4 separate regions of the Mus musculus genome follow, and regions 1, 2 and 4 are each linked to region 3. The links are chromatin contacts, called in public Hi-C, HiChIP or PLAC-seq and promoter capture Hi-C maps. All regions are on one chromosome and are shown on one strand. The core of a region is the stretch at or near the end of the contact, and the rest is flanking DNA. Distances in the headings are between cores, read along the strand shown.

Evidence for each region. Hi-C and Micro-C count contacts between places; a contact is called where the count stands out from the background. HiChIP or PLAC-seq counts read pairs in DNA pulled down with a chosen protein or histone mark. Capture Hi-C pulls out chosen DNA fragments and counts their contacts.
Region 1: a contact with region 3 is called in a Hi-C map of extraembryonic ectoderm, with 2.1 times the contacts expected there. The contact joins the enhancer-like site here to the promoter of Fam234b in region 3. A contact is called at or near these places in 20 of 39 promoter capture datasets (the 3T3-L1 cell line, 3T3-L1-derived adipocytes, the C10 cell line and 13 more), 3 of 15 datasets of contacts at CTCF or cohesin (CD8 T cells, large pre-B cells and pro-B cells), 22 of 484 Hi-C or Micro-C datasets (the CH12 cell line, the G1E-ER4 cell line, the HPC-5 cell line and 12 more), 20 of 115 datasets of contacts at active chromatin or transcription factors (the 230-238 cell line, the NIH/3T3 cell line, bone marrow-derived macrophages and 11 more) and 4 of 9 other capture datasets (adipose tissue, embryonic stem cells, liver and 1 more).
Region 2: an H3K27ac HiChIP or PLAC-seq map of embryonic stem cells shows a contact between it and region 3, with 3 times the contacts expected there. The contact joins the promoter of Apold1 here to the promoter of Fam234b in region 3. A contact is called at or near these places in 3 of 39 promoter capture datasets (the C10 cell line and embryonic stem cells), 4 of 115 datasets of contacts at active chromatin or transcription factors (embryonic stem cells and pancreatic cancer cells) and 3 of 9 other capture datasets (adipose tissue, liver and pancreatic islet).
Region 4: a contact with region 3 is called in a promoter capture Hi-C map of pancreatic islet. The contact joins the promoter of Gprc5a here to the promoter of Fam234b in region 3. A contact is called at or near these places in 2 of 39 promoter capture datasets (both in liver), 2 of 115 datasets of contacts at active chromatin or transcription factors (embryonic stem cells and pancreatic cancer cells) and 3 of 9 other capture datasets (adipose tissue, liver and pancreatic islet).

The regions. Positions count from the first base shown.
Region 1 is chr6:135,380,170-135,387,467 of GRCm38.p6, reverse strand. It overlaps Emp1 (epithelial membrane protein 1), which reads right to left. Exons shown (of 5, transcript NM_010128.4): 4 at 7,227-7,298; 5 at 4,295-6,494. The coding sequence ends at 6,328. Among named protein-coding and RNA genes, the nearest start is that of Emp1, 21 kb to the right of the region's middle. Within about 2 kb of position 1,562, at least 33 of the 459 cell types and tissues checked have an H3K27ac peak or open chromatin away from gene starts, as enhancers often do. A contact at or near this core is called in the NIH/3T3 cell line, a colorectal cancer cell line, extraembryonic ectoderm and 1 more, where this site is marked.
Region 2 is chr6:134,980,270-134,987,397 of GRCm38.p6, reverse strand. It overlaps Apold1 (apolipoprotein L domain containing 1), which reads right to left and starts at 5,397. Exons shown (of 2, transcript NM_001109914.1): 1 at 5,369-5,397; 2 at 562-3,816. The coding sequence starts at 3,813. The coding sequence ends at 3,073. It overlaps Gm36428 (a long non-coding RNA gene), which reads left to right and starts at 3,753. Exons shown (of 3, transcript XR_003956531.1): 1 at 3,753-4,260; 2 at 5,004-5,261; 3 at 5,343-5,500.
Region 3 is chr6:135,193,737-135,200,322 of GRCm38.p6, reverse strand. It overlaps Fam234b (family with sequence similarity 234, member B), which reads right to left and starts at 2,336. Exons shown (of 13, transcript NM_028982.4): 1 at 2,222-2,336. The coding sequence starts at 2,258. Gm36533 (a long non-coding RNA gene) reads left to right here and starts at 2,299. Exons shown (of 2, transcript XR_869506.2): 1 at 2,299-2,447; 2 at 5,886-6,586. Gm19434 (predicted gene, 19434) reads right to left here. Exons shown (of 5, transcript NR_040296.1): 5 at 5,364-6,586.
Region 4 is chr6:135,063,170-135,069,935 of GRCm38.p6, reverse strand. Gprc5a (G protein-coupled receptor, family C, group 5, member A) reads right to left here and starts at 4,274. Exons shown (of 4, transcript NM_181444.5): 1 at 4,161-4,274.

The DNA of each region.
Region 1 (7,298 bases), core at 313-2,812, 190 kb before region 3:
CAAACAGATGAAAGATGGGAGATACCTTGATCCAGACAGTGTCGCTCTGAGTGCCATGTCCTTCCATATTTAATGGAAAACTAAACACTACTTCCTTGCTATAATCAAGGCAGACTTTTCTGACAAGAGACCCATGTTCACTCTCCACCCTCCCTTTAGCAGACACAGGCAGCTTTTCCAAGACACAAGGGCTTGGAAGAGCAACAGAACAGTCTGGTATTTAAACTAAATCCTATCCCACTGAAAATACATTGCATTTCCAAAATAAATTACCAAAAAATCATTTCAGCCCAGACAGTAAGTGAAAAAAAAATTCTAGGAGAATTTTGAAACATAGTCTTGTTTATGTAACCCTTACTGGCCTGAATCTCAACTACTACAGGCCAGGCTGGCAAACTTGTGACTCCTGCCTCTCCTCTGCCTCTGTGTCCCTAGTGTTGGGACTGCAGGCATATACACACCTCCTGGCCTGTACCAACCCATTAAGTCATTAAGAATTCAACAGTCTGCATTTCCTCGCCATCTGCTTTGTCGCAGTTAGCTCTTATTACAGTAATGTCTCTGGCAGATCACTTTGTAGGTTCTCATAGCTACGATTCACTAAATGACTATCATATTCTGAAAAACACTGCACACCTGGAACCCCAATACTCAAAAGACTACTAACTGCATGTTGTAGTCTAGACTGGGCTACATAGGAAGGTCCTATCTCAAAGCAACAAAATGCACAGCTCACTGATGCTGAAGTGGGACAGAACCATGAAGAAGGACTGAGAACCAAGAAGGTATTCTACCTTCCCTGAGCTAACAGTGCCCCATACCCTCGAGCCTCCTTCCCCAAATCTCTAGCTAACTTTAATCTATGGATGAGATCTATTTCCAGTCTAAATTGGAAGCTAGAGGGAGAAAAGGATGCACATCTGATTTTTTTTCTATGTCCCCAGCAGGTGTGTACGGCAACCATGCTTAGCAGTTTACCAACACATGTCTTAACAGTCACATGTCTGGCCCACATCTGGGTCTCTCTATGCCTGTTAAAAAAAATAATGCCAGGTAGAAAACACCTCCCATGGGCTCCATGTCACCACCTGCTGTGTGCTGTGAGACATGTTCTCCTCTCAAATGTCAACCGATTCAACAAGTCACACCACTAACAAAAAGTTCCAGCAAGCCTCCTTCCTTCTACCTTACTCCCCACCACTGCCCACGTTCCCTCTGTGCTCCAGAATGGGGCTATTTCAAACTCAACTGCAACATTCCTGAGAGACATTTCGTCTGCCTGGTGGTATGTGCTGGCTTTTCCTTAGCAGACACAGAAAACTGCTTCTTGTGTTGCTGGAATACAGAGCCTTGCACACGCATGATTTAAACTCCCACAGGCCTACTTCCAAAGGCGCCTGAGAAATTGTCCTCTGTGCCTAAAAGCCAGAGGGGTTTTACAAAGGGACAATCAGGAGTAAATCCAAAGCAGAGTGACAGAGTTACCTATTAACCATGTGGCACCTGGGTTATCACCCCAGTGAATGACTTCCCTGTGCCTGTGGGCCTCATTCTGGAATGGCAAGAGAGATCTCAATGACTCACCTTTCTCCACATGCCTCACTTAGACCAAGGTCACCTGCATATTTACTTAATCACTTCAATTCAATTCAATTCTATCCAAGACGTTTAATTGCTCAAATATTTATTAACCGCCTTTATATGTGGAAATCTGACAACGTCCTGCCCTTTCTCAGAATGTAATCTCATTTTGCAAGATAACTCTCATGTCTTGCTATCTCACTTCTGCACAGAACTAAATGTCATCTGAAATCATGGAAACATCTGGTGTTTAAGCTTTCTTTAAATTATTTCTAAAACAGAAAGCCAGTGCACCTTGGCCTTGACTAGAAGATAACCCAGTGATGTCTAATTTTATGTGTCAACTTGGCTGGGCCAAAGTATCCAACTACATCACCGAATATTATTCTGGGTATCTCTAGGAATATGTTTTGGGATGAAAATGACTTTTAAACAGGTAAAGTTTAAGCAAAGCAGGTCGCCATCCATGGGGTGGGTGGGCCTCATCTGATCAACTGAGGAACTGGAGAAAGTCAGGTCTTCAGAGAAAATACTATAGGGAAGTCACTCTGGGGTGTGAATTGCTGTATGGAGTCTTGCATGAGTTTCTTGCTTGATAGCCCTCTTGCGGCCTCTCCGAAGACACCCTGATGACCAACTAGATTCTTGAAATGGAAGATGATATCTTTGCAGTTGAAGAACATGTTGGGTGGGTCTGGGTGTTCATTGGTGACTAAAGACTTTTGAGGAAGGGATGGGCAGTCAGAAGAGCGAACCAAGGGGTTGTATCATGGTAGGAGCTCTAAGTGAGGGAAGTAGACCTTTTATGAAGATGTCCTAAAGCAGTGGTTCTCAGCCTTCCTAACTCTGTGACCCTTCAGTACAGTTCTTTGTGTTGTGGTGACTCGCAATCACAAAATTATTGTGGTGCCACTTCATAACTATAATTTTGCAACTGTTACGAATCATAATGTAACTATCTGAGATGCAGGATATCTGATATGTGACCCTATGAAAGAGTTGTTCAACACCCCACAGGTTGAGAACTAATATCCTAAAAACAACGTAAGGCATCTTATGGGCAGCCAGGGGTGATGGGACACACCTCTAATCCTACCACTCAGAAGAGGCAGAGCTCGGGGGATTCTAAGTTTGAAGCTAGCCAGAGCTACACAATAAACTAACTCTCTCTCTCTCTCTCTCTCTCTCTCTCTCTCTCTCTCTCTCTCTCTCTCTCTCTCTCTCTCTCTCCCTCCCTCCCTCCCTCCCTCCCTCCCTCCCTCTCTCTCTCTCTCTCTCCCTCCCTCCCTCCCTCCCTCTCTCTCTCTCTCTCCCTCTCCCCCCCCTCTCTCTCTCACACACACACACAGAAGACGAGATAAACAAAAAGGATATCATATGGGCCTCTAAGAAGGCATTATAAAAATCAATGCCATTTGATCTGCTAATTTGAAATATGCAAAAACCGTGTGTGTGTGTGTGTGTGTGTTTGTGTATATAGTATGTATGTATGTATGTATGTATATATGTATGTATGTATGTATGTATGTATGTATGCATGTGTATAGTATGTGTGTGTACACTCATCCATTTAAGCATATGTGGAAAACAGGGGTTAAAATAGGATGATCTATTAGTTTTCACATTCTTTCTGAGACAGGGCCTCTCTCTGGACCTGGACATATTGGGCTAGGCTAGCTGACCAGTAAGCTCAGTCTCTACCCCCTGTAACTGGAGTTCAGACACACATTATTGCACCTTTTTAATATGGGTTCTGGGACTCCAAGCTCAGGTCCTCATGCTTGTGTAGTGAACACTTTACCCACTGGGCCATTGCCAAGCCATCTTTTAGCCTTTTAAGTTGCAGAGTAATTTTTCAAGTTTGATGATGTATTTCCCAATACTCATCTACTTTATGGTGTAAGTATTTTGCCAGAAGAAAGCATTGGATCCCCTGGAAGTTAAGTTACAGATGACTGTGAGCCTCCACATGGGTGCTGAGAACTGAACTTGAGTCCTCTGCAAGGATCAACGAGTGCTTTTAACCACTGAACCATCTCTTTAACCTCTCATAGTATATTTTTGGTGTGTTGTTTTGTTTAGGGTTGTTTTTTTGCTTTGTTTTGTTTTTAGTGCAAGACCATAGAGGACCAGAAGACAATCAATAAACCATATTTGTCATACCAGTGTTGATATGATGATGGGATGATACATAATGCCCACCTGCTCTCTGCCATCAATGACAGCTCTGACAGCTCACATAAAGGAGTTAATCTTGTTGCCTTCATTGAACCCATGCAGAGATAGCCCCAGTTAACATAGGAGGTTTCTGCAGAAGTCAGTTATCCCAGCCCTTTGTGCATCACTGTGAACTGAGAAGACACATTAAAGGAGCTGGCTACTTCAACCAAACTTTAGAAGTGCCTCATTTCTTAATGTCATAAGCTACTCTTATTTAAGACGATAACAACCCCTTTCTAATCTATTAGCTTATGAAATTCCATTTTTGCCTACGAGGTCTAATTAAAGCAAGGCAAAGCTATATTTGCTAACATTCAGCTGCCTGAAATAATTATTAGAGAAATCCTTAGGGTTTTACCAGAAAGTATCTTAATGTTTCAAATAAATGTCAAGTTCACCAAATCAAACCAGCAGGCAAATTAATGAGGAGGAATAAATGTCACCATTCTCTATATTATCTCACACTTTTGAAAAAGAAAACAGTCACACAATGTAGGGAATCAGAATTTGTTTTTATATCCCTAGAGTTATAAACATTTGTATCAAAATATTTACAATTATAGTATGTGAAATATCCTATTAATGAAGAAGCCAAATACAGTACTAGAATAACCCACCAATGCGATGCAAATTACATGAGACGTAAATGTCACAGAAAAAAAGTAAAAGGCAAGGGAATGCACGGTTCACTCCAGTCATAATTCAACTTTTTAACAAAATGTGACTATCTTTTTCTGGCTCTAGCTGTCTGTTGATATTCTTATGAACATAAGGCAGCATAGAACAAATGTATAGTGATCAAATTATAATTTAAGAACTTATTATAGCTTTTCTGGCCAGTGTCTCTAACATCAGCCCGGCAGTTCAGTAACCTACCTTGAACAGTCCCTTAAACATAATATGCTAGAGAAATACACTTAGTAATGGTCCCTTTACATAAATACCAGCAACTATAGCATAAAAACTCCCTCCCAAAAGAAATGTATATAAGAAATGGATAAGAATATTCCTAGGAAAAGAAATGTAGAAAAGATAGCTCATACTCTTCCTGGGGGTGATCTTCTAAGGGCAATAAAAGAAACTATTTCTAAAAAGAAAGCCCTTTAAGGCAGAAATCTGAGATATCATACTACCTCTAAGTCTTATACAGGAATACCCCTGCAGCCCCAACAATTTAGCTACCATCTGTCTGGATGCCCTAAGAGTTTCTCCTGTTTTAAAAGAGAAACTGTCTGCCCATCACCAGGACTTTATTCATCTCACACAATGACATTTTTTTCCCTGAGGGCAGGCATTCTCTTCTCAACATAAATGAAATACGGTTTGCTTAATAATCCATAACCAGATAGCACCTTTCTCACACCCTCAGGACTGGTTCTTTAGTTTAGGTTGGTGTATATGTTAATTGGCTTACAGCTTTGCCATCTTTAGCTGGAAAATAGTGTGATGAAAGCTGTTGAGAGGAGACCACTCCAGCCCAGGTCAAAGCAATAGTGACTACTGCATTTAGATGTTATATTCTGGTCCCCAGTGTTGTTGGTCATCATTGGACTTCCTCAAATATTCCTAGTTCAGAATTGTATGTCAAAGGAACACATGCATTTCTCCCCTGTTACATATACAAGATACATTGAGTGCTTTGGGGGAATCCTAAAAACCCACAAACTTACTATAGCACTGCGGTGGGCATATGCTTTGACCCTATGTTTTGTGAGGCATTATCATCTTTGGCTCTAGAGAATCTAGAAAAACTCCAGAAAAGCTGCCTTGGCTGTAAGTGAGAGTCTAGCAAAGTTCACAATAGGAGGCCTCCATGTGGGACAGCTCGGTGACACGTGACTGAGGAGCACTGCCTGTCCCCACCTGTCTCCAAGATCCTCTGGGGTAGAAACTTCCATTTCTTGGCTAAACCAATTCCATCAGCTTGAACTTACAAACCATCTCTCTTCCTATACTTTTGTTAGAAAGGCCACCAAATATGCACATTGGCTTCCTGGCCAAAGCTCCCACTACAGGCACATGGGATCTGGATTTGATGTTTGTTTTTAGGTCACAAGGACAAAGTGGCTTCCAGACTTAGCCTCAGCATAGAGCAATATCTGCTCTTGCTAAGACCTGAACCACCATCAGAACTTGATAATATGGATGTGGAAGACCTCAGTGTGTGACCCAGCAGCCACCCTCAAGAGTGGCGCCAGTGGTATGGCAGCTGGGGAGGCCCCGAGTGTATGTAATTGAGGATGGACGGGGCCATATTTGGTGGCTAGAGGAGGACTCTCTGGTGACGTCAAGGAAGCATCAGCATATCAGCCAACAACTTTCTTCCAAGGATGGGTGCTTGGCAGTAGAGAATCCCACCGCCCCAGATATGGTTTGGGTTTGGGCCTCTCCCCCTCTTCCTTCCCTCTCCCCACCCCCCTCCCCTCTCTGTTATTCCTACACAGTGACTCCTGCTTCCCTCCCAGGTTAGGTTGCTTCCTCCTACCCAGCCCACCCCGCCCCCAGACGCCCATGAGCGTATTCGGCTTATTTCTTCCTCAGGACCATATAGAGTATGCCGATGATGAAGCTGAAACAGAAGCAGATCCAGGTCAGGATGAAACAATAGCCTTGGTGGCTGCTGGAGTTGAAGTTCCCTTCGCTGTGGGCGTAATGATGAGTGTAGATTGACACTCCAACCAGGATACACAGCCCTGCAAGAAAGGGGGAGCTGGCATGATTGGCATTGAAGTGAGTTTTTGGGGGTTTTTTTGGTGTTTTTATGATCCCATTTTCCTGGACAGCAATAGGAAAGTGGACTCTTTTCGTGTGTCCGTAAAAGGTCACTGTGTTGGTTTGCCCAGATTTGCGCTTGATGGTATGTTGGTGAATAAGAGATAGCTGGGCTCTCCTATCTGTACTGATTTGTGTGTAATGAAGAATAAATCATGACGCATCCTGATTTCTACCTGTCTGTCCGATCTGGGCCTCCATACAACTAGGTATGGTGTTATGAGAGAAGCCTGGCCTTTTACCTAACTGGGTGTTTCTGGAAAGAATGGAGAAGATGGTGCATTGCAGTAATTGTGCACATCATGGCAATAGCTGCATCTTCTCTGGGGATTCCCACCTTCTGTATTGAAGTGGTCCTGATGGTGCCCAAGCATATGGGGGTTCCTGATCCAAGCAGCAATACCAGGCCACCAACAGATAACTAGAGGAGAGAACAGCCCAGAGAGGCAGCTCCACACAGCCATGTGCTAATCTGAGGGGCAGTGACTGAAGCAAGGATGTAAGCTTTTCCTGTGGGACTATGTATGTAGCTCAGTATTAGGGTATTTGTTTAGCATCTCAAGGCCCTGTGCTCAGTCTGGAACAGTGGGGCGGGGGTGGGGGGGAAACTGATGCTCTCATGTAAAATAGACTCTGCTGCTCTGGATACTCACAGCACACCAGCATGGTGGACCCTGAGAGGAAGAACCGGTTTCCCTTCTCCATAGTGAAGAGCTGGAACACGA
Region 2 (7,128 bases), core at 4,148-6,647, 220 kb after region 3:
ATTCATACCAAGTTGCTGAAGGGGAGATTCAGAAAGTTGACTGACCATGACCTAATCTAGAATGGTCTCTGCAGCACTCCTCTCTCCCCTGCCCCCAGCCCAGCAAATACTTTTACCTTTGAAATTCATCATATTGGACATGACCTGTGTCTAGGGCAAATACACAAAAGGAGTTAGGGTCAAAGTACTCACTAAGGGTTCTTCTTTCTTTCTTGGGGAGGGTTGGTCCTTTTTATGATTTTTTTTAAATTGTATATATGAATGTTTTGCCCACATATATGTATTCGTACCGAGTGCGTGGCTGGTGTCCGTGGAGTTCAGAAGAGGGTATCCCCTGGAACTGGATTCACAGATAATTGTGAGCTGTCATGTGCGTGCTGGGAATGGAATCCCAGAACTCTGTGAGAGCAACAGATGCTCTTCATTGCTGAGCCATCTCTCCAGCCCCCAAACTTTATCAGAGTTTTAAGATGCAAACCAAATGTGGTCCCTTTACTGTGAAACAAAACAATCCAGGTGACTGTAAAACCAAAAAAGGAACACAAGAACACCCCAGCATTTAGAACAAACATGTATTTTCCAAACCCTAACATTTATTTCTCTCTTTTCATTTGCGCCACAAACCCTTTCGACCTGCTTGCTTATAGAATGACGGTCGAAAGGGAAAACCCACTCCACTGTCCCATGAAAGAAATAAACAATTTGTCTCTAGGATCAATTGTACTGAACTTTGCTAACCCCTGGCAAATCCTCCAATTTTCACAACATGCCTACACATAAGAAAGAGAATGACCAAGCTAATCCCTCATAATACAGACAAACAGCGAATTATTCAAATGTGCTTTCAGTTTTTGTTGTTTCATTGTATTTTTGAGATGAGGTCTCATTGTGTAGCTCGGGTGCCCTGGAACTCAACCTCTAGACCCTTCTGCCATCTGTGGATGGAAAGTAGACACTCTCAGATGCGCACACAGCAGACCACTGATAAAACCTTCAGAAGCTTAGTACTTTGCTATATACTCAAAACATTCCCATTTTGGGTTATATGGAACAGGTCGGTAATGGAGGAGTATAACCCGAGACAAAGCACCAATGCATGACGGCGTCAGGGAATGGCTTCAGCCGGATGATGGAAGGAGAGCCTGAGGTATACTCCAGTGCCCACACAGGCAGTCTAAAAGTGACAGCAGTTAAAAACAAAACAAAACAAAAACAAAAACAAAAACAAAAAAAAAACCCAAGCTGGGCATGCTGTGTATTCCTTTAATCCCAGCACTCAGGAGGCAGAAGCAAACTCTGTGAGTTTGAGGTCAGCCTGATCTACAGAGTGAGTTCTGGGACATCCAGGGCTGCCTAGAGAAAGACACAGTGTCAAAAAAAAAAAAAAAAGCCACATCAATGTCAAATTAAATCAGGATATACGCCAACTACAGTTTATAGGAAACAAAAATAAATATAGAAAGAGCACCCCTCCCCCTCATGCCAAAACATTTCCTCAGACACGTGGCCATCACTGGGAATCATAGGGGCTGCGCAAATGTATAGCATTAAATAATTTAAATATACAGCCAAGGTTTCCTGGGTATGGTCCCAAAGACTTTGCAACTCTTTCTAAAGGATAATTTAGGAAGATATTGAATAAATTAGAAGTACTTTCTTAAGCATAGATAGCAGGTTTCTTACAGCCCCAAAGTCAAAATGTGACAGATCTCTATCATAACACAATTTTATAAAAACAGAATTTCATAGGACAGGTTTCCAAGGTCTAAATGTTTCCTTCATGAGTCTCTATTCCTCCACTCCTGAATTAAATAGGTTTTCTTTTTCAAGTCAAGTGCTTTCTGGCAAAGTACCTTCAGGACACACAGGCTTAATCATTCATATATTCCACAATTCAAGACTCCATTTACCAGTTTAAAAATCAGTTTAGTCTCTCTCTCTCTCCTCAGGACTCCCCCATCTTACTTACAGGGATCGTGCCAAACACTAGAGAGTCCTCTCTGAGGGAAAAAGACTCTAGAAATCCAAACCTGACCTCCTGGAAAGAGCCTTAACAGACTCCCTTCCTATTCAGACCCTTAATATTCTTATTATTTTCTAAATGCTATAGTTAAATAAAATCAAATGTAAATAATACACAGAAATTAAATAACTAATTTTAAATAAATAAAGATATGGTGTCTGGAGTTTTCAGAGGATAAAGAGGTTTGGGGTTTTTTTTGTTTGTTTGTTTTGTTTTTATTTTTTGTTTTTGATTTTGTTTGTTTTTGCTGGTAACTTCACATTACCTCTGTACCAGTCTCTACATGGAATGGGCAACACTGCCCTCTAAAGGGTCTGTGCTGCTCTGTCTTCTAGTTTACAGGGGACAGAGTAACTGGCTTTACAAGCACACAGCATAGTCTTTCTTGGGCTGCTGGGCCAGTCTTTCCTGGACTTTCTGAGAGTGACTCTGAAGGTCCTTTCTTATCTCAGGGCTTCACAACAGGGTGTGTTCTTACCACCATCTGTGTCACTGAACAAGCCAAGTCTCAGCAAGAGAAGGTGGCTAAGTCACACGACCGGTGGGGGACAGAGCCTGTGATCAGTCCAAGACTGTTTAACTCAAAGGCCGTTGCTCTCCTCTTTGTGGTCAGTTATTTAAAATTGTCAGGGACTGCATCTCACCCCTCCCCCAGCTTCTTTACAGAAGTGAAGGCGGGTGAGTATGTTGGGATTAAAGTGACTCTTCGGGTGGCTTTCCCTCTCAGGGTACCTAGAGGTGTGAATTTGAAGCCATGCTGGGAAAGTATGCAATAGTCAGATTTGGTCTATGAGTGGATAAACTGGGGTGGGAAGAGCAGAGCAAGTCAGCTCCGCGGCCCAGGTTGGGTCTACAATCCCTACAAAGACAAAAAGGATCACATACTCAGTTGGGATTACACAAGCGAAAAGTCCTTCACACACACAAGGAGCTAAGGACTGACGGAAGCCCTGCAAGAAGAGTTCCTATCATCCTTTGCACTCCACCCATGTAGCACTTCCCTGTGGATGCTACGACTCTAGAACATTCCATATAGGTAGAGGATGCTCTTAGAAAAACAACGCTGCGTCCAGATCAGTGGAGATCCTGAGGTTGTGGCCACGGCCGGCCTTGGTGCAGAGCTGGACCCGGGACTCCAGCTGCTCACTAAGTTCATCCAGGGCGCCAGTGCACGACTCCAGGCTCTCTGACAGTTTCTGAATCTTGGCCTTCAGGACGGCCTGGCTCACTTTGGTGGCCCCCTCGGCACGTCTGGGGATGAGGAAGCCACGTGAGCCGAAGAAGACGATGAAGTAGACAGAGTTGTAAAGGGCCATGGAGGCGTCCCTCCCGCTCTGCAGCAGCTGGCGGTCCCTGCGTCCCTGCCACTGACAGAAGAACTCCAGGCAGCTCAGAAGCTCGCGCATCTGGTCCTGGCAGGTGGCGGCGATCTCCTGCACCCTCCGCACCTCCCGGGAATTGCAGAAGATCAGAGAGAGGTCGGACGTGATGGTGACTGCCCCTCCGGCGGTGGCCACCCCTAAGCCCACGGCCGACGCCACGAGCGAGGCTCCCAGGGTGACCGGGCTGAGTGACAACCCCACGATGGCTGCCAGGGCACCAGCGGCGCTCAGAGAGCTGCCCGCCACGTTGGCCGCCAGGGAGCGCCTGCGTAGCCGCTCCAGCCTCCGGGCCACTTCGCGCAGGCGCAGCACTTGGCTGTGCAGCCGGCCACGGCGGTCCAGCAGCAATCCTTGGAAGCGCCGCAGCGCATCGGCGCCCTGCGGCTCCCAGGCCGCCCGCTTCTCCATGCCCTGTGAGGGACATAGACGCACAGTTAGCCCGAGTTTCCGCACCCGTTGCTGCCCTAGGCTAGAGCTGCCCGGTGCACTCTCTAGAGAGTCCTCAAATAATTAATAGACTTTATGCTGGGCGTGTTGCCTTAATGGTAGATCACTTACCTAGCGTTCAACCCTCAGACTCAATCCACAAGGCTGCCGAAATGAATACACGAATAAATAAACCACTCAGGACTGGGAACAGGGAGGTAGGTTACTACTGGGTTATGGGTCAAGTTTCCAAAGGCTCTGGAGCCTGGGACAAGTCACACAAGTTCCCAGAACCCGTTAACTGTGCGTTCCAACAGAGATTATGCTGTCTTCTGCTTTCCTTCCAGGGAACAAAATCTATGGACACCATCCACAGATTTAAATAAAGGTTTAAACGGGAAGGTGGAGACTATTAGAAAGCTGCTCCAGGTAAATGCTCTGAAAACAGAGACTTTGCTCTGTTTTCAAAATGACACTTGGGCTGAGGATGCAGCTCAGGGGTAGAGCCATTGTCTGGTGTGACACCCTATTCTATTCCCCAACTCCTGACAAACAAGGACCAATAAAAAGAAGAGAACACCTTAAAAGTAGCAAACCGTGCATGTAACGTAACAAAAACTTTTCATTATGTGGAGACTTGTGTCCTAGGGACTCAAGGTACTTGCCCCCCCCATTCTCATTATATCATTATATTCTCTCTCTCTCTCTCTCTCTCTCTCTCTCTCTCTCTCTCTCTCCTTCTCTCAATGTCCCTGTCCCTCTCTCTAATCCTAGCACTTGGGAGGCAGAGGCAGGATCATTGAGAGTTCAAGGCCAACCTGGTCTAAATACTGAGTTCTAGGCCATCCAAGGCTACATAACAAGAATTTGTCTCAAGGTAAAAAAGAAAAGGTGCTAGCTAGCAGCTCACTGGAGGCTTCCTTGGGTCCAGATGGACTGAAGCCAATAAAAGGTGACTAAGGGAGAAAGCTGAATGTACCAGGTTCATCTGTAAAAGGCCATCTGTCCTGGTAATGAGGGAGCCCCATTTTCATACACACTGTACTCTCCACCAGTCAGAACTTCTTAAAGGCACCAAATAAGTCACTGAAAGAGCATGTCGGACCTGAACGAGCAGGGCAGAAGTTATTTAATTTTTTATCTTTCTCCATTTGTTTTTGTTGTTTTTAAAGACAGGCTGTTACATAGTCCAAGTTGACCTCAAACCCCCGATTCTCCGGCCTCCACCTCCTGAGTTCTAGAATTCCAGGCTTGCATCGGCATGCACAGCCAGAACTCATTGTCCTCGGTTAAGATGAAGGCCTTTAGAGACCGGCTACCAACAGCTGATGTTTCTCAGTGCCCCCAGAAGAACACTGGTCTCCTGACTCATAGGTCCTACAGCTCCTGGTTGACCTCCATGATCTAGCTGACCAGTAAGAAGTTTTCAGGTAACAAGAAGGTTGGGAAAAAGTCACTCCAAATACATGACGCCTCGAGAGTTGACCCCGATATCACCAATCCCATTGCAGACACATCCCTCGGACTCCCCACTTACCCTTCACTCTGGCCTCCAGGAAGAAAAGTGGGAGACTGTTTCTGGACGAGCATACTTTATAGCTCCCAGGAGCCAATGACGGCTCTGGGAAAGCCTTGTCTCATTCTGAGAAGCTGCTGTTTCCTGCCCTGACCCCTGCTGCCTTCGGCCAGGATATGACATGTTGGAAAAAGAGACGCTGGCAAAGCACGTCCCGTATTTAGGAAATGAATATTGTGTGTTCGCTTTCCCCTCCAAACGCAGGAAGAGAACCACAGGCTCTTCCCCAACTTGAAACAAGTGCTGTCATCTCCCAGTGGGGATACCCTGCCTTTCCTCTCCTGAGAATAGCTACTGACGCCATCGGGGGAGGCTTTCCCACATGCCCCAGGCTGCCCAATTATAGTGTTTCTTTGAGAGGACTCCATCAGAAAATCATTTTTAAAAAGAAATAGGAGGGACCGGAAAACTTAATTATGATCGATACAGCCACTCATGGTCCTTTTCAAAGAGCTTTGTGGGGATGTAAGTAGCTGAAGCATGTGACCCATTAAGGGAGGGCAGCCAGCACCAAGGAGCGCCTAAAATTCAAGACCACGCCCACAGGAAGTGCTGCGTGCAGTTTAGGGCATCTCCAGCTGTGGAGAAGACACAGGAGGTCTCAAAAAGGGCACACTGCGGGGCCAAGTGCGTCAGAAAAATCACTGGGGTCAAGCTGCACACCGAGCTAATTATACACTTTCCATGGCAGCGGGGAGATGATGGCTTCCGGGGTTTTCATATGAAGCGAGGACTGTAGCTTGCATCATGGTTAAATGAGTGGATTCTAGCTACAGGTTCCCCAGCAGGGTCTGAAAAACAGTTATCTATTACAGAGCGTGCAGGCGGGGAAATGAATGTAGCTTCTTTCTGTGCCTTTACCCAGACCAGATGGCGATGCACCCCATAGCTATCCCTGAAGCAGTTAGGGTGGGGGTGGGGGGAGGGGAGAAGCTGAAGCTTAGTTGGGAAACCCAGTCTCACCAAAGGACCCCTGACACCATCGTCAAAGGCCAAACTGGTTTTCACCTAAATGATTCATGTCTCCAGCTGGAGGTGCAGTAGACTAGCACGCGGAGGCCCTGGATTCTAACACTGGCACCCAGAAACCCATCACTGTGGCCCACCCCTGTAATTCCAGCACCAGGAAGTAAAAGCTTGAGGGTTAGACATTCAAGGTCAGCTTCGGATTCATAGCTAGTTGGAATCCAGCCTGGGCTACGTGAGACCCTGTTCCCAAAACGAAACAAAAGTCCCCCTTATTCATTTGGAGTCTCTTGCATCTGTTCAGTGCGGTCTCACTATGGAGTTCTGGCTAGCCTAGAACTCATTAAGTAGATCAGACTGGCATTGAACTTGCCTCTTGCTCTGCCCCATTTGGAAAGTTTCAACAGCTCTATCATTGTAGAACACAATTAAGCCCCTCACTTTCGTATGGATAACCTGTCTTTACCAGAGCAGTGCCACCTGCAGCACACCCTGCTGCTCTTGACCTTGATCAGTCAGAATTTAGTCCACGTCCAAGTGTTCTGGTTATAGCTCCTACAGAATAGACATAACCGAGCAGAATGGCCCCAGCGTCTACTTGTACTCTTGAGATAAGAGGCAGAACGGCTGGGCATGGTGGCACAGGCCTGTCATCCCAGCACCTGGAAGGAAGCATCATAGTTTGCTCAAAGTTCAAGGTCAGCCCGAACTGGAGAGCAAAACCTGGAAGCACAGGGGCCTGAGTCTAATCCTCA
Region 3 (6,586 bases), core at 1,087-3,586:
CCTGGGAGCCAAACACCTTTCCAACCTGAGCTCAGTGAACAGGTTTTAGATTATGAAACGCATCCCCAGCAGAGCTTTGTCCCTGGATCTGCTGGATGGACCCTTCGGTCGTATGCCACCCCCATGCGCTACTAACGACCAAAACTGTAGCTAATGTGTCAGAAGCTAATTAAATTCCAAAGGACGACCATCTCTTGTACCACTCCAAATAACCCTGTGAGATAAATATGCCAAGCAGTGTATGGCGCGTAGAGAATGTTCTAGAACAACACTACTATGGCAGATGAGGAAATGAACGCTTAAAGAGATAAAGCAGCTAAGCAAGTGAAGAAAGCATTTAGTCTGGGGCATGGCTGGGGATGCCACTCAGCTGGTCGCTTGCATGCCCAGCAATGCAAAGCCCTGGAGGGGCTCCTCAGCACAGAAGTCAAATCAAAACGGATCCAGTCAAATCCAGAGCCCCTCTCCTGCTCTCAGCCACCGTTCCCTTTGCTCCCTTCACACAGGAAAGTAGTAAGAGAGTTAACTAAGATAACACAGCCGGGACTACAGTCTCATCTTCCCAATTACACGCGGTATCCAAAAGCAGCTTTGAGAAAGCAACTTCTACCTAATGAAAAGCCACAAACCATATTTTGGGTAGTGAAGGGAAAGGGCCAAGGAGAGACCAGGAGAAAAACAAGCCAAAAGAAAGAAGAAAATCCACATCACTTACAGGAAATATAGATACTGTATGTAGGCCTTAGTATTGATCATAGCTCATCCCTTAGGGCCAAACTGCCTTCCAAACACAAGAATCCATCACCCCAGGCTGTCAGCTGATGAGATAACTGTAAGCCAACACACCAAGGAGTATTCTGTGCGCAGCACATTCTCAGAGTGAAGACACAAAAGAGCTCAGGCAAGCTATTCTCCCATTATTTTTTTTTTAATGATTATTTTGAAGAGTATACAAAAGGATTGTGTTTTTCTCATATTCGCCCGGTATTATCTCTTGTTCCACCTCCACTTGACTATAACTACCTCTTTTTTTCAGTGCTTTGGGGGGGGGGGGACTTGGCTCTGTGGGTGCTAAGTAAGCCTGTACCCCGAGGTACATTCCCTTTCTGTTTTATTCTCAGAGAGTAGCAATCATCTATGCTGAACTAAAACAAGAACTCTAAAAACAAACAAACAAACAAACAAAAAGGGCTGAAAATGCCTTTGACAAGATAGCATTCAAAACCCAGGGTACTTTCGTCAAAGTCAATGTATCCTGCAGAGAAAGCAAGCCTCTCTCTTAATTTCAGTATTGTGTACACTCCAAGACAGATCGTATCACTGTTCTTTCCAGAGTTCCAAGCAGCCAGCAAAGGGGAGAAAGATCTAAAGACATGGAGTCTCTTGTTATCTAAAATACAAGGCCGGTTTCAAGGTAGCAGACTAGAAACTCTTTGAGAACAAGGTCCCTGCAACCCTCCTAGGGCCTCAGGCTTACTATCAGAGCGACCCTTTCTAACGTGGCAGAGAAAATAACTGCTTCCTGTCTTATGTGATCAGCCAATAAATGCTTATAACTTAGTGTTTAATTTTTTTAAGTGGAGCCACAGATTTTTCGAAAGCCCTAAATGTTTAAATTTTGCCAACGACAGAATAAATACACTTTGGTTAAAACAGTGCAATTCAAACAGCACAGTGTCCTGCTGTGTGATCCCGTGTGATTCAATTAGCCATTTTCCTAATCTTTCTTCTTTCCTCCTGCACACAGGAGGAAGGAGAACACCTGTCTGGGCTAGCTCACAGCGGCAAAGCTGCTGTCAGTAAGTGGATGCTGTTCTGCCCAGGCCACTCACTTACAGTCCTGCAGCCCCCGGCTCCCCCTCTGGTCCAGCCCCAGATAGCAGCAGCTAGTCCCGGCGCTCAGGGAAGGATGCTCCAATGTCTGGCCTTCCCTTGGAGACTGCGACGACATGCGCTCTGACCTGACAGTAACCGTCTCGTCCCTCCACTTTCGACCCGGCCCCGCGCACCTCCAGCAATGTCTGCCCCGGGAGTCCCCGAGAGTCCCCAAGTGTCCCCGAGCGTCCCCGGTCCCCGACTCACACCCGGGAGCCCCCTTCCTCTACCCCGGACGCTGCAGCCCTCCCAGATAACAGCCAGGCCCCGCCGCGCCACGCCTCGCCTCGCTCATCTCCCCAGGCCAGGTCTCCACAGCGTGGTCGCGGGGCTGCAGACTCCTTACCCGGGAGCTTGAGAGCCCTGGACAGCACTGTCGCCATGGCGGAGGCCCCCGTGCGCGTGCGCGCGCCGCGTCCTGCCGGGAAGTGTAGTTCGCTGCGAACCGCGCGTGGGGCTGCGGGCGGGAAAGGTGTGACCTGCCGGGAGCCCAGCTAGGAGGAGGCGCCCACTGTCGCAGGTCACTGGTGCGGCGCGGAGCCAAGGTTGAGTCGCTTGCGCCTCAGCAGCCGGTAAGGAAAGTCATCTCTCCCCAACCTGTGTATGAAGAACCTAGAATGAGGTTGTAGATACTTAAGAAGGCGCGGGCTGTGAAGTTCGCGTGGGTTTGGAATTGACAAACTGAATTTGAAGCCTGCGTGCGCAATTTACTACCTGAGCCATCTTGGCAAGTCACTGAGACTCGGCTTTGTTTGTTTGTCTGTCCTGTCTGTCAGTCAGTCTGTCCATCTGTTTTGGAGCCAGGAGTCTCAATGGAAACTGGCTTTGTAGGTGAGGGTGACCTTGAACTCCTGATCCTTCTGCTTCCACTTCCAAGCACCAGATTTGTTTGTTTGCTTGTTTCACTTACTTATCTATGGCTCAGTGTGGTTGAGCTTGCCTCTCTGAGTTTGAGGCCAACCTGGTCTACATAGAGTTACAAGCCAGCCAGGACTACATAGTGAGACCCTGTTTACACACACACACACACACACACACACACACACACACACACACACAGAGAGAGAGAGAGAGAGAGAGAGAGAGAGAGAGAGAGAGAGATGTATTCATTAGTTTGTTTACTCATTTATTGGTTTATTTGTTTATTTATTTATATATTGAGATCATGTAGTATAGACTGGCATTGAATTGGCTATGTAGTTGAAACTGGCCTGGAGTTCCTAACCCCCCACCCCCACCCCGGCCTTCACTGTGTAAGTGCTGGAATTACAGACACACAACACCACACCTGGCTGGCTCTCTTGAAATGAAAATGATGCTATCGCCTTGTTGCTTAGAGAATTAAGCGACACCATCCTTTTAAAGCACACAGCTCCTGTGACTCTTTTCCCTGTCCTAAGTGCAGTCTGAGGTATGCTGTGGCACAGACCTGGGTTTCCTGATCTCAGCTCTTTCCAGGGAAGTATTTACACTCTACCTGCTGCTGCCCTGGCTTGCGAGGTCCAGCAAACAGGAGCTGACTGGTTTCTCACTCACAGGCACCAAGAGATGGAGCTAATACTGAGAGCATTAGCTTGACCCCGGAGTGTCTCAGTTATCTAGTCATGTCTCCCCACCGTCTGCTTAATGCTGATAAACCGTTTCTGTTCCACAAGAGTTGTTCTGAGAGTCGAATATAAACGTGCAAAACACTTAGCACCAACAACTAATGTTTCGTCAGTAACCTAGTGTCCTTCTGGTTGATGTCTTATTGCTGTTATTTGAGACAGAGTCACACTATGTAAACCAGGCTGTCCTGGAACTTCCAGAGGTCTATCTGCCTGCCTCTGTCTCCCCAGTTCTGAGATTATAGACATGTACCATAGCACATGGCTAATTAATGTTTTGATTTTTAATTTACTAAGTAATAAAATTGTAAATTTGGGGGCTAGAGAGATGGCTCAGTGGTTAAAAGCACTGGCTGCTCTTCCAGAGGCCCCAAGTTCAATTCCCAGCACCCACATGGCAGTTCACAACCTTCTGTTAACTCCATCAATGCCCTCTCTGGCTTCCTTGGGCACCAGGAACACACATGGCACATAGATAAGCATGCAGGCAAAACACCCATGCACATGAAAATAAATAAAACTTTTTAAATAAAAGGAGTAAGCCAACCTACACCACAATTAATATTAACAATGGTGTTAATTTTAATGACTTAACACTTAATGACTTAAGTGTTAATTCTTCTTTAACATTTGTCTTGTATATGTACATTTATTTATCTTGTGTATGTATGTGTGTGAGTCTGAGTAGATGCATACTTTTGAAACCCCATGCTCTCTTTCCACTGTGTGGGTGTTGGGAACTGAACCCAGGTGGTCAGTGCTGACCCAGGCACCACTAAGCCATATCACTGGCCCCTTACCTGCTAATACTTTCAGTGTTCTATAATTATTGAGATGTTCACTGTTTTCCAGTTTCTCTGCATATGCTTAAAAACCATATTTTATACCAATGTAGGTCATCCAAGGAAAGAAACAAGTCACAACAAGCAGGTAGCTGCTTGCCTGGTATCAGATTTAGTCATTAGAACACAGTCAGCGTCGGTAGCCCTGGAGTATGAGGATATAGAAGGTCAGGAGCTTGAACACCCGGGACAGGGAGGTGACCAGAACAGCCAGGTAACACAGGGCAGAGAAAGGAGAAAAGCCCGTGCACTTTCCATAGTGAAAAGATAAAAGGATGTCCCTGTGCGTGTAATGCAAATGACATGAAATAGTTCAACGTTACAGTTTGAAAACTTTGCAACTGGGCATGGTGACACACCTGTAAAGTCAGTACTCAGGAGGCGGTGGCAGCTTGGAAATCTAGTTCAGTGTGCCAGCCTGGGTTGTGTAAAGAGATACTATCTCAGTTTTTTGGGGTTTTTTGGTTGGTTGGTTGGTTGGTTGGGTTTTGTTTTGGTTTTTGTTTTTTGTTTTTTTGTAAATAGGATCCAGGGAGATGGTTGGGTGGTAAAGTGCTTGTTGAACAAGTGTGGCAGCTTCAGTTCAGATCCTCAGCACCCTATAACAGTTGGGCATGACTGCATGCTCCTGAAGTCCCAGCGCTTGGTTGGGGGACAGCAGAATTTGGGGTTCTCTGTCCAGCCAGACTAGCAGAAACATTGAGTTTCAGTTTCAGTGAAGAGTGCTCGTTGGTTTTTTGTCAACTTAAGAGAGCTCAAGTCGTCTGGGAAGAGGAGCCTCAATTGAGAAGCCGTCTCCATCAGGCTGGCCTCTGGGCAAGCCTACAGAGCATTTTCTTGAATGCTGACTGGTAGGAAAGCCTGTTGTGTCACTCCTGGCCACGTGACCCTGGGTTGTATGATAAAGCTGGCTAAGTGAGCCCTGGGAAGCAAGCCAGTAAGCAGTGCTCTTCCCTGGCTTCTCCTTCAGTTTCTGTCTCTAGGTTCCTGCCTTGAGTTCCTTCCCTGACTTCCCTCCATGATGAAACTGACACAAATTGGTTTGTTCAAAGTGTTTTATCACACCAATAAGATGCAAACTAAGACCATGTCTCAAAATATTAAAAATTAAAAAGGTAGAGAGTCATAGAGGAAGACTCCCCAAGACAAGCTCTAGACTCCATGTGTGTAGTCACACATATGTACACGCACATGTATATACCACAGACAACATTATAAGTTTAGAACTTTGCTTTAAATGGTATGAGTATTCTAAGTGCCCCATGCACGCCTACACACAATATACACACCCATCAACATACATATACACACCCAACAGATACCCCTTAACCTGTATGACATCTCTACTCTCCTCTTCAGAAGCCCAGCTTTGCAGAGGGATTTCCAGTGGGAAGCAGATACCAAGAGTCCATGCTCCCTGGCTTTTATCCAGCTTCTGCGCCTTGTCCCCCTCAGATGTCTCCTTCTTGTCCATTTCCCCATTTGAGCCTAAGAGCTACAGCTCAGAATCAGATCTCTCAAACTTAACCTGCCTTCTTTTCTTCCCCCCAATTTATTTTAGTATTTCTTTTGGGGAGGAGGAGTCTTCGGGGGACAGTCTAATTCCAGTCCGGGCTAGCTTGGAATTCACAGAGTATGGGGAACATGGGTCGACCCTCCTGCCTCTGCTCCCTCTCAATTAAAGGAAACAAACAAGCAAACACCTCAAAGCAGACACCAGAGGAATTCAGGATCCTCGCCTCTGCCACAGAGAGCACCTGTGAGTGTCCCTCCAGTTAGCAGTAGACTGAATATCTCGGATGCCAAAACACCCACTGGGGTCATTATAGAAAGTACAGATTCCCCAGGACTCCCTGGCTTCCAAACTTGGCTTGCCTCCAAGTTAAGTCAAAGAAAGGTGACTGGAGAGGTGACCTGGAACAGCCTGTCACGCCTGACAGTGCCTTCTCTGAATAGAAAATATTGTTCTAGAAATCACAACTGAAGCCGCATTGATCCCAAGTGGGCGGGCATCTCAATCACTTACAGAAGGAACCTGTGGGAGGCTGGTCTGGAGCTACTTTGTATTCAAATGCTAAACTCTGTGGCCCAAGACACAAGACAGGATGGACCAGGAGCACAAGCTGAGTGAAAGAGCCCCAGGGGACAGGCTGGTGGAGCAAGAATAACCCAGGAAGACACAAACACGGAGTACTTGGGGAGCTCCCCTGGGAAGCAGCCATTCTAGCACTTAGAGCATTAGACTAGGGGTAATCCCCCAGT
Region 4 (6,766 bases), core at 3,025-5,524, 130 kb after region 3:
TTCCAAGGGAGGAGTCCCACAAAAATGTTTCTGCAGCTGAAAAAGGATTAGTTAGGTGGGAAGTACCTCTGCGGGATCCCCTGTACGGGTAACCACCCCAGTTCCCATCACATAACCATGACACATCATGGCAGCGTCCTGTGAATAATGCTTTACTAACATAACTGAGTTGAGTCTCTAGGCAGTGATTGGTGGGAAGAAAACCATCATCATCATCACCACCACCACCACCATCATCATCATCATCATGGCACCAAAACAGACGGAGACAAGTTTGAGAACGAGGCTCAGGGCCATTTTCCACTTTCATACAGTGCCTGAGAGTGGGGCCATCTTACTCTTACTCCAAACAAAGCTGTACTATAAAGTAGACTTTCATGAGAGAGTGCAATAAAATACTAGAAATCACTGTGTGATGGCACACACCTGGGCTCCCAGCAAGTTCAAGGTAAAACCCAGACCAACAAAACAAAATGAATCCGAGATCCACCACGGTAAAGAAGAAAAGCATCATAATGAGAAGACGTTAAAATGTATGTACGTCATGTATGTGTGGCTGTGTGCTAACATGCAGAAGCCAGAGAAGGACACTAAACGTCCTCCTCTATGGCTCTCTTCCCTTGGGACAGAGTCTCTCTGTACAGGAAGCTCACTGTTTTCTTGGACTGGCTGGCTAGGGAACTCCCGGGATCTGTTTGCCTCTGCATCCATGCATGGCCATCTGCTGCCATGGCCTGGGTTTTACACGGGTGCTAACTCATGATCCTAACTCTCATCCTCATACCTACGCATCAAGCACTCTCTCTTACCCACTGAGACATCTCCTCAGCCCCTATAGACTTTTTTAAATTAGTCCTCGGCAGATGCCATACATAAAATAAATAACCAGCAAAATCACGAGAATGTTTTCTGGATACTTTACCAGAAACACTGTCTATCTTCATACCAATCATATCTCCATTATTAACCAAAGAATTCACACTCTCAGAATCTGCACTTGTCAAGCACTTTGTATAGCAGCTATAAGTAGCAGGGGCTTTTACTATTTATTTATTTATTTATTTATTTATTTATTTATTTATTTATTTATTTATTGGTTGGCTGGTTTTTCGAGACAGGGTTTCTCTGTATAGCCCTGGCTGTCCTGGAACTCACTCTGTAGACCAGGCTGGCCTCGAACTCAGAAACCCACCTGCCTCTGCCTCTGGAGTGCTGAGATTAAAGGCATGCCCCACCATGCCCCGGGCAGGGGCTTTTAGAAGCCATGAACTTGTAACTTGAATGTAGCCACAAATGATACAAAAGCAAATGAGTTTTAATAGATCCCCATGAAACTCGTCATTAAGAAGGAAGAAAACGAACGTATGGGCCACTTTGGACAACAGACCATAGTTGCTACCCCTTCTCTATCAGATGGAATCTATCCAAATGGTCACACATGTTTGCCAAAAACTGAGTGCAGTTTAGAACAGAGTGATCTGAAATTCTAAAATAAACATACAGATTCCGTGCCTTGGGTCACACCTGCACTCCAGCCACTTGAGATGTGAAAGAGGAGAAGCACTTGAGCCTGTGAGATTAAAATACTCCAGGGCAATGGATCAAGCCTTGTTCGAAGGAAGGAAGGAAGGAAGGAAGGAAGGAAGGAAGGAAGGAGAAGGAGAAGGGAGGGGAGGGGAGGGGAGGGGAGGGAAGGGAAGGGAAGGGAAGGGAAGGGAAGGGAAGGGAAGGGAAGGGAAGGGAAGGGAAGGGAAGGGAAGGAGGCAGGCTATAAAAGTAAGGATAAGGTGGGCATGGTAGAGCATGCCTGAGTCTCAGCTCTTGGGAAGCAGAGTTCAGGCCAACCCCGGCCATAGAGTGAGTTGCAAGAGTTCAGGCCAGCCAGGCTATATCGTGGGTTACAAGCTGGTCAGGGTCACAAAGAAACCTCGACTCAAAAAGAAAAAAGGTGGTAGGGGAGCAATAAAAATGCAAACACTGGGCTTTCAGAGGGTAGCTCAGGCCTGTAATTCCATCACTCAGAAACCAGAAGTAGATCTGACTGGGGCAGCCTCGTGTGCACAGTGAATTCCAGGTCAGCCATGGTTACCTGAGTCCCTTTCCTAAAAGGGTAACACCAATGGGCGAGATGGCTCAATGGTAAAGGTGTTTGCTGCCAAGTCTAAGGACCCAAGTTCCTCACACAAGACACCATTAATTCCCTCAAGTTGTCCTTTGACCACCAGATGTGCAGTGTGGCGTGTTCACACCAGGGAGACAGAGGCACAGCAACAAAGAGAGACACAGAGACAGTCAGGCAGACAGAGAGACACACAGAGTCAGAGTCAGAGACAGACAGACAGACAGAAAGACACAGAGACAAAGAGAAACAGAGACAGAGAGACAATCACACAGAGTCAGTGACAGAGAGAGAGAGTCAGAGAGGACAGAGGCAAAGAGACAGAGAGACACACAGAGACAGAGACAGACAGACAGAAAGAGACAGAGAGAGAGAGCACTCAAACAAACAAAAGCCAGCGTTGCTCTGATCCCCTCAAGTGAAAAACTGTTCTGTTTGCCCCCACCCACTGCCCCTGCTCTCTGTGGATCTTCAGAAAGAGCAGAAATCCCCAATCCACATTCCTCTTCACACTCTGTTATCCTCAATTACCTCTCAAGAATGGAATGAAGGCGCACATTTTTTTCAACCTGCTGCTTACGGATACTGTGCAACTACAGACAGGCAGGACCTACACACAGAAAAGACGCTTGCCTACGACTCCTCAGCATAAGGACCTGGCGGCAGGTGGCTGCTGGATAAATGACTGCAGAACCAGGAAACACAGGGCTGCCTGGAGCCAGGTAGAGACCTTTTCTTGGGAAGTCAGAGACAGCTGTGGCCATTCCCTTTGGGCCTGGGGGCCAGCCTCTCCATTCCCTCTTTGATCCTAAGGCACCTCCCAACCCTTCCTCCCCTCCCCTTCCTTCTCTCTATCAGTGATGGCCAGTACAAAAACCCCTAAGGGTGAAGTGTTGGCCTCACCCTCCCCTCCACCTTCCCAGGCCATTGTATCTGAAGTGGCTAAAGAATTCTCCTTCAGTAAAGAGCAAAGAAGAGACTGTTTCCAGAGAACCTTTCACCAGGCTTCAACAAAAGCCTCAGACACTTGCCTGGAGAAAAGGCAGGCAGGCACGGTGATGGTCCTTCAATTACCTGCTTCCAGGCAGGCTTTTGCCATTTGGGAGCCTTCTACCATGAGACCGATACCTGTTATCCCAACACTCTGCAAACTGAGGCAGAATGGTGGTTACAAGCTCGAGGCCAGCCTGAATGTCTAAAAAAAACAAACAAACAAAAAAAAACAACAACAACAAAACAACAACAAAAAAAAAAAACAACTGCTGTTTCCTGTCTTTCCATTCAATGTGATCTGCCAGCCTCCTCCTGCCTGTGTCTCTTCTCCTCCGGGAAGACAAGCTTTTCACCCCCTCTTGTTAAAGAGAGACAGGGTCTTAGAGACTGGGGCAACAGGAAAAGTAAGGGATGGGGTGGAGGAACAACACGCACATGAGAAGGGGGGGGGGGCGTTGAGGTGAGTCACTTCCTGACCTCCACGGCCTTCGCTCCTTTGGGAAGGAAGCGGCTGGCATCCTCTCCCTCTACCCCTCTATTCATTCACAGACCCTTGAAACTCAGATGGGAGTTGAAAGCATCATAGCCCATCTTCCACCCACCAGTGGCTACATAGAACCTGTGGGAGGGGCCTAGTACAGTTCAAGACGGACCTCTCTTTTAATATTGGTATTTTAAACTACTGTTTTGTATCTGGAGACAGAGACTTATATAGCCCAGGCTGACCAGGAACTCACAGTAGAGTCAAGGCTGGCCTTGAACTCTTGATTCTTCTGCATCTACCTCCCAGGTGCAGAATTACAGGCCTGTGCTACAGTTTCTAACTGTTTGCTGATTGGTCTTTCCCCTCTGTTTTAGCCCAGAGAACACATTCAGAGGTGAGAGAAGTTAAGGACATTCCTTTCTCGGTTTCATCTGTTTCTCCTAGCCAGCTGTAGTCCATCACGGGCTGTACTGTCTCAGTTCTCCTTCCCCAAGGCTCCCCACGCCCCACTCTCCGGATTTAAAACTGGGGCCCGGAGCGCGCTCCTGGGTAAACCCCTCTTACCTGGGCGCCGCGGCGCTCGGGGTGAAGCGAGAACTTGCGACTCACGCGTGAAAGGCGAGAGCGCTCAACCCCTGGCTACTGGGCAGGTCCTGGGACAAGGATCCCGCCTTGGCCGCGCAAAGCGGTTATAAAGGCTTCTGTCGCCGGAGGGAGGGAGAGGGTGAACCGAGGGACAAGGGGCGGGGGCGGGGCGGAGGGAGAGGACACGCCTAATCCAGTTCCGCGGCACTTCTCGCTGTTGTGAAAATAAAGTCACCGTGCCAGAGAATGAACTGAAAGCCTCCCTGACGTCAGAAGCACAGTCACTCATGAAATAGGTGGCGGGGTTGCGGGGGAAGCACCCTAGACTGCCAGGCGTAGCTCTCGACGAGTGTTCAGGTCGGTCCCAGAGCTCCCGCCCTTATGAAAAGAGCCACACGGTGAACCCAGCTACGGATGAGCGCTGCTGGCTGTCATCTCCTGGAGGGAACCACACCCATCCTCCCTGAGGGCACTATAGGGCCCCAAGGGCAAAGACTTAAGCCAGCAGCTCCAGGCAGCTCCTTTGTTACTTTCTGTGGGAGAAGTTGGTCTTTATTTCCCCTTGGCGGCACCTGTCTCTCCATCACCCACTCCTTCCTCCGGTGAGCAGGGAGAAGCCAAGTTTAAATGGGAAGAGACAGCCACTCACTCTCCTGTGGGTCCCCCAGTCGCGGCTAAAGAGTAAAGACCAAGGAAAAGTTGAGACGCTTCAGCAAGGCCCTTCTTGGAACTGTCGCATAGCCAAGTTAGCATGGCCTGACTGAGAGATCATATCGCCTTTCTTTTAACCACCTCTCCAAAAGTTTGACAAAGCAGTTGATAGGAACAGAGACGCCAGATAAAATTTTGAAATGAAGGAATTTGCCTTTGGTGTCTGATTCCTCCTGCTTAGGTAGGGGCCCGCAGCGCATCCATTATCAGGCCAGTCCGGCTGAAACCTGCCTGCTCCGTAGTCAAAAAGTCCTGGAATGTCAACGCACTGGACCAGGTTTACCCCGTTGGTTGCGTTGGTGGGCAGCGGGGGAACTAAGCTTTTTAGGTAGTAGGGAAGGCCTGGAGCAGGCCTTCTAAGTGCTTTAGTTCAGTTTTAATACAATTTTTCATGTATGGCGACCCCCAGCCATAAAATTATCTTTGTTATTACCTCATAACTGTAATTTTGCTTCTGTTATGAATCTTAATATACATATCTGTGCTTTTTACTGGGCTTAGGTGACCCCTGTGAAAAAGATGTTTAACCCCTACAAGGGGCTGAGACCCACTTTTCTCCACACCCTTAAATGCTTTTTAAAATGTAACAAACAATCTTGCCAGATGGTAGGGGCTCACAACTTTAATCCCAGCACTCCTAAGGGAGAGGCAAGCAGATCTCAGTGAATTGGAGGCCAGTCTGCTCTACACAGTGAGTTCCAGAACAATCAGGGATGCACAGAGAAACCCTGTCTCAAAAAAAGAAAAGAAAAGAATAAAATGTAACAAGCCAGGCCTGGCGCGGGGCACCTCTGTAACGCCAGCACTTGGGTGGTAGAAGCAGGTAGAAAAACACTTCAAGGCCAGTTTCTACTACATAGGAGTTTGAGGTCACCTGAAGGTGACTTGCTGCAAATGACAGTTCGAGTCAGCATTTGGGAGACTGAAACAGGAAGATGGCCACCGGCCTGAGCCACATAGGTGATATAGGGCAACGGGAAAGGGGGAGGGGGGGCTACTCTCAAGAGCCTGACTCAAAAAGGCAGAGGAGATGGGAAGGTGGCTCAGCCAATAAACTACGTGCTGCCTAACCTGATAACCAGAGTCCAATTCCCAAAATCGGCATGAAGGTCAACCAAGTCCAAGAAGAGAACCAAGACTGTAAAGTTGTCCTCTGACCTACACACAGGACCATGGTGAGTGCTACACACACACGCACATACACACACACACACACACACACACACACACACACACACCAATAGAAAGACTCTTCATGAGCTTATGCTGTGATGTATAAGGTACTGGTTCAAACACCAGAGCCAAAACAACCTAAATCTTTGGAGTCTATATTTCTATTGATCTCGTACCTAAGAAACCGCAGTCAATATTTAACTTGGCCATCTCCCTTGTGGCCTGCAGGTCAGAGGTCGTCAAGTTCTCCTCCTCTCCTGGGGTTCACCAAGAGACAGGGGCCTGGGGAAAGGGCTTGGGGAATGATGAGACCGGAAAGGGCTTCTCTCTAAACTTCTACAATCTCATCTATAGAAACTGAAGCTAGACCAGTATCCAAGAGAACCATGGATGGACTGGAGAGATGGCTCAGAGGTTAAGAGCACTGACTGTTCTTCTAAATATCCTGAGTTCAAATCCCAGCAACCACGTGGTGACTCACAACCATCTGTAATGGGATAGGATGCCTCGTCTGGTATGTCTGAAGACAGCTTCAGTGTACTTACAAAGTAAATCAGTAAATCGAAGAAGAAGAAGAAGAAGAAGAAGAAGAAGAAGGAGGAGGAGGAGGAGGAGGAGGAGGAGGAGGAGGAGGAGGAGGAGGAGGAGGAGGAGGAGGAAAAAAAAGCTTGGCCCAAGCAAGGTAGTATAGACCTTTGATC